2 separate regions of the Mus musculus genome follow, and region 1 is linked to region 2. Evidence: chromatin contacts called from public promoter capture Hi-C data. All regions are on one chromosome and are shown on one strand. Each heading gives the region's core, a stretch centred on a gene start, on an enhancer-like site or on the middle of the called end of the contact. The rest is flanking DNA. Distances are from core to core; before and after follow the strand shown. Region 1 has its middle 14 kb from the start of 5430427O19Rik. Region 2 holds the start of Gk (glycerol kinase).

Evidence for each region. Promoter capture Hi-C pulls out the DNA fragments that hold promoters and counts their contacts.
Region 1: a contact with region 2 is called in a promoter capture Hi-C map of liver. The contact joins the enhancer-like site here to the promoter of Gk in region 2. A contact is called at or near these places in 11 of 39 promoter capture datasets (the C10 cell line, the HPC-7 cell line, HPC-7-derived erythroid cells and 6 more), 22 of 484 Hi-C or Micro-C datasets (B cells, CD4 T cells, CD8 T cells and 16 more), 9 of 115 datasets of contacts at active chromatin or transcription factors (the 230-238 cell line, CD8 T cells, the HPC-7 cell line and 5 more) and 2 of 9 other capture datasets (adipose tissue and liver).

Annotation. Positions count from the first base shown.
Region 1 is chrX:85,854,942-85,857,680 of GRCm38.p6, forward strand. It overlaps a transcript of 5430427O19Rik not described here. Among named protein-coding and RNA genes, the nearest start is that of 5430427O19Rik, 14 kb to the right of the region's middle. Within about 2 kb of position 1,325, at least 6 of the 459 cell types and tissues checked have an H3K27ac peak or open chromatin away from gene starts, as enhancers often do. A contact at or near this core is called in kidney and liver, where this site is marked.
Region 2 is chrX:85,775,322-85,778,236 of GRCm38.p6, forward strand. Gk (glycerol kinase) reads right to left here and starts at 1,498. Exons shown (of 21, transcript NM_001294140.1): 1 at 1,105-1,498. The coding sequence starts at 1,182. It also overlaps the pseudogene Gm14766 and a transcript of 5430427O19Rik not described here.

The DNA.
Region 1 (2,739 bases), core at 75-2,574, 79 kb after region 2:
CCATCTTCAACTGGTACTGACTTTAAAAAAAAACATAGTCTACTCCAATGAAGTCTTATTGGGTATATTAAGCACATTTCAGAGTAGCCCCCAAGTTCAGGAGTAAATGTCCAATAAAAAATTAAATCAATGATATTTTTGTAAATTATTTTTTGTTTGTTTGGACATTTTCATTTTATTATTCTGCTAATATATCTTGATTTACAATTTTTGTGTGTATGTTTTTGGTGTGTGTGTGTATATATGTATATTTGTTTGTTTGTTTGCTTGTTTGTTTGTTTTAAAGAGATAAAGAAAGTCCATGGAATTGGTTGGGTAATGATGTGAGGAGGACCTGGAGAGAGTTGGGGAAGGAAAAAAGTTGTGATTAGCATACATTGTATAAAATATTTTTCAAAAAAGGGAAAAGATAAAGAACAATGTCAACATAAACTACTTAAACCAAAGTTTTTTGTATTTTCTATAATGTTTAAGTATGTAAAGGATTCCTAAAACTAAAGATCTACTTGAAATTCCTGTTTCTGATGGGTCATGCCTGGGATTACAGCATGTAGGAGGCTGAGACAGGAGGACTGCTAGGAGTTCAAAGCCAACCTAGGCTCAAGAGTGAGACTTGGTCTCACAAATAAATAAACCTGAGAGGGAGAGAGCAAAAGATCATTTTTCTGAATACCAGAGTGGTGAATAGTTCAACCCTAGACTCATCTGCAAAGATGATTAAAATTTTCAAAGCTGTGGGCTCAGCAAGTAAAAACACTTGCGTCCAAGCCTAATAACCGGAGTTTGATCCCTGGAACCCACCGGGAGGAAAGAGAGGCAACTAGGGCAAGTGGTCCTCTGGTTTCCACATGTACACTATGGTACCTGCGTACCCAGGCACTTATAATACAAAGTAAATAAATAGATACACAGACAAATGGATAGATAGATAGATAGATAGATAGATAGATAGATAGATAGATAGATAAGCACAGTAACAAAAATATATCAATGCCTAGCAGTTCATGGTGGCATATTTCTGAAGTTATATGATTGGTGAATCAGGAGGATTGTGACTTTTCAGGGCAATCTAGGTTACATAGTGAAACTCTGCCTTAAAACAAATGAAAGCTAAGTAACTAATTAACTAACTAGCGTCTAACCCCATTCCGCATCAGTTAAATAATAATCTTTTGGTTTGGAGCCTGGACCCTAATATATGCAGTGTGTACATTTAAAATGCACCAGGTGGCCCCTCGAGATGGCTCAGAAGCTAAGAGTGCCTGGCACACAAGCCTGATGACTTCAATTTGTTTCCTAGAAACCATGATCAAAGGAAAGAACCATTTTTGAAAGTTGTTCTTTGACCTCCACATGAGTATGAAGACAGAGGCATGCTCACACCACACACATCCATATCATGCACACAATAATTTCCCTCCCTCCCTCCCTCCCTCCCTCCCTCCCTCCCTCCCTCCCTCCCTCCCTCTGTCTCTCTCTCTCTCTGTCTCTCTTTCTTTCTTTCTTTCTTTCTTTCTTTCTTTCTTTCTTTCTTTCTTTCTTTCTTCCTTTCTTTCTCTTTCTTTCTTTCTTTCTTTCTTTCTTTCTTTCTTTCTTTCTTTCTTTCTTTCTTTCTTCTTCCTTTCCCTTTCCCCCTTTCCTTTCCTTTCCTTTCCTTTCCTTTCCTTTCCTTTCCTTTCCTTTCCTTTCCTTTCCTTTCCTTTCCTTTCCTTTCCTTTCCTTTCCTTTCCTTCCCTTCCCTTCCCTTCCCTTCCCTTCCCTTCCCTTCCCTTCCCTTCCCTTCCCTTCCCTTCCCTTCCCTTCCTTCCTTCCTTCCTTCCTTCCTTCCTTTGAAAGAGTGTCGCACTGTGTAAGCTTTGAATGTTTGGGACTCACTATGTAGACCAGGCTGGCCTTCAACTCACAGATCTGCATCTGCTTCTGCCTCCTGAGTACTGGAAACAAAGGCATGCACTACTATTCCTGGCACAATAATAAATTTTAAAATAAAATTTCCTCAGGTAATAGTAATGTCCATTCAGGTTTAAAAGTTGTTTCTTTTTTGTAACTTTCTCTAGACTTGCATCACCCTAAGAACCATGGAGAGAGTTCCTAAATGTAGCAATCCCCAGAACAAATACAGAGATCTGAACTCACCCCACAGCAATCTGGGGAGTTAAACATCTTAAATGTTTCTCTGGACTGCTGCTTGCTTTTTGTCTTTAGATGAGGGAGAATCAACTTGAGAAAATGGCCAGCAAAAATGAGTATTCAGATGAGTGATAGAAGTATTTGCATTATACACATAAGACCCTGGGTTTCCTACAGATCTGAGGGAAGTTAATAAATTTGACTTGGATGAGTGCATTCTGCAACTGACTCCTTAGCTCAAGTATTCAGAGAGACCATGCCAGAGGACCAGCAAGAACCAGTTTTTCTTGATTTGATCATCTTGCACTTAGGATAAAAGCTTTGTAAATACAGTATTATTTCCTTATGAATTGTAAGAAAGCAAATAGATGTTCAAGGAGGGGTTCAAATGCCATACCTTGGAATGCAAACTAGAAAGTAGATTATGGGAAACCACAGTGGAGAAGCAAAACTTCCCTGAAGGAAATGTGTGCTTTAATTCAACTTTCCCTCTTTTCCCTCTTTGATCCTTCTTAGAAAGTGGAACAAAAGACGCATGGAAGGAGTTACAGAGACAAAGTTCAGAGCACAGACTGAAGGAATGACCATTCAGAGACTGCCCCACCTGGG
Region 2 (2,915 bases), core at 248-2,747:
AAATCATTGAAGAAAATTCATGGTTGATAAAGAAATAAAGAGGGAGGTAATTAATCACTAAGTATTTACATCAACTTTCCAGGTTAGTCAAATGCTCAGTGAAGCATGGGCTTTTAGCAGCTTTCTATTCACTTAAATTACTTTCAAATGATCTCACTGAACTGAATGCTAGCTCACTTCAAGAGCAAGTTTCCTAGCTGTGAGCAAGCAGTGGCTCATGCCTGGGAAGCACTTGCCTGGCTGAGGCAGGAGGATCAGGAGTTCAGGCTTCTCTGGAGTAAATAGGCAGATCCCCGTCTCAAAAAAAAAAAAAAAAAAAAAACGAAAAGAAGAAGAGCTAAACTTCACTGCAAAACGAAGCAGCCAAGAGACATTTAAACAGCACCTCGTTATGGTAATTCTCATCGTGCATACTAACTAGAATTGCCCTGTCACATTAAACAGTAGAGTGGAGTGGACAATATCTGATGATAATGGTCAAAGTGTCAGAACTGAACTGATTAAGCTCTTGAAATGAAATAAAGATTACTGAGAATTGCAATCCGTTTCCAATATGTTCCACCACCCCCTCAGTAGTCTAGCCTCTGCAGCTTCTGTGGCAGAGGATGACAAAGCATCAGCATGCTAATACTTTATTCGTTCTACCGCTTGAACGGACGCTATGTTGGGTGACCACAGCCGTGACACAGCTTTCCCTCCATCCAAGGACATCCTGTGCCCAGCAGGCCAAACACTCATAGGGAAGATCGCAGCAGTGTCAATGTGACCACCTGTCCTTTACTGCATCGGGGTTGCTCTGCTTGGATGCTCCAAGAGTACTCACTCTCTTTGGGGAATCTCCCTATTGGTATGCGACCTGGCTCCACCACCAAGGCTGAGAATGCTCAACTCTGCTGCGGGGGTATCCTAGGAGGCCAAGATCCACCCCCAGAACAGGACAATCCCAGCATGGTAGGTCCCCCTTTTGGCCTCCTTTCCTCGCCCCAGCAGCTAGGGCCCAGGAGAACAAGAGGCGCGCGGACTGAGGACGCAACACCCCGCCTTTTCGTCCTCCGGCTAGTGTCCCAGTTCAGTGGGCTGAGAAGATGTCACCCCAGGGCTCACCAAAAAACGTGTCGAGCTGGTACCCTGGTCCACTGCTCCCACCAATGGCCCCAGAACTGCTTTCTTCGCGGCTGCCATGGAAGTCAGTCAGCTTCAGAGCAGAGAGCTTAACACGGCTGGTCTCCGGGGTGACTGTGGAGGGCTGCGGAGGGCGGAGCAGGGACAGCGGAGGGCAAAGCAGCGCGCTTCTGCTGAAGGCTCGCGCGGCTCCTAGGCAGCCCCTTTACTCCCGCCCGGCCGCGTCGCCCCGCCCCTCCAGCTCAGGCCCCGCCCCGACCTGCATTCTCCTAGGCCTTGGGAGGCGTGGCAAATGGGGGGGCGCTGTCTTCCGGGCGGGCCAATGAGCGACTACAGAAAGAGACCCAGGAGCAGGCCAGTCTGAGGGTTGTGAGACGTCACGGGGGCGGGGTCAACGCACGGCGGGGGCTCTGGTCCGCGCGGTGGGTCACGTGGTCGGGGACGGGCGGAGCGTCTGCCTTTAGCCAAACTCGGGCTTAGTGGAGGGCGGGGCCTCACAGAACACTCCCTGTACCCGGCCCTGAGGCTTGCACCGAACCCCGAGACTTAAGCCTGCTGGAGCAACCCGAAGTGCAGAGCTGCCTCTTCCCTCTCTGGTAGGCTGTGCAGAGTGCGACCTGAGTCGCCTGGTGGACGATCCAGTCCTTTCGTCCCCGCTCTTCCCACGCCCCGCCTGCTGAGCCGCTGTTAATAACAATAAGCTCTTCTACTGGCATCAATTCGGGGTGCGACCAGCTGACGAAGGGATCTAAGCGAACCCCTCACATTTGTAGGCCAGGGAGAAAGAATGCGGAAGTTATTTCGGCTTATCATGTAAGGAAAACGTGTCAAACCATTGTCTCCAAGAACCTCAGGTTGACCAACCATGAAGGAAATACCCGGCACCTCCCAGTCCTGAAGCGCCCTTGCTTTTTTCGCTTGGCTTCACTGAGTATGCCCTCCCCTATGCGCCATTTCCGCTCGCTTTATTAACCACTGTGGACTAGGTTGGGAGCGAATTGGGATTCTCATTTGACCTTGAATTTACCTTGCCTAGATCCTTTGGAGGCGTGCGTTCTAAAAGGCTTTCAAACTTTGGACTGGACCCGCAGTGAGAAATAGTTTTCAAAACAGCCTGGGGCTGGTGTTTGTGGGCTGCTCATTGCACTTGCAAATTTTTTGTGTAATAATTATATGCTGTATACACGTGTACATTTTTAAATATTTTCTAAAAGCATTTTTTATCTATGCCATGCATTCTATGTATTTCATTCTATGGGATACCATTTTTTATAACACCTTGATTGGATAAAAAAATTAACTGAGCTAGGTGATTTAATGCAAGTCTATAACCCACTATGGAGAAGGATCAAAAAGGAGTTCAAGGCCATCCTTGGCTACCTTACCACCTTGGCTACCTTACCACCACCAAAAAACGAAAGAAAGAAAGAAAGAAAGAAAGAAAGAAAGAAAGAAAGAAAGAAAGAAAGAAAGAAAAGAGAGAAAGAGAGAAAGAAAGGAAGGAAGGAAGGAAGAAAGAAAGAAAGAAAGAAAGAAAGAAAGAAAGAAAGAAATCAAGCAAGCTCAGATATTGGTTTTGTAAGCTACCATGCTTTCTATCATCTTTAGAATTGATACTATTCCCAATGTCTTTCCATCCATTTCCCAAATCTCATACTATTTTGTAGCACCCCACAGTTGTCATGAATTCCCTTTGCTCTATAGCACCTCACTCATACATATTTATTTATATACTTTGTGTATGTTTATGTAGTTTTCCCATGCTTGCTATGAAAGCACAATTTCCTGTCCTG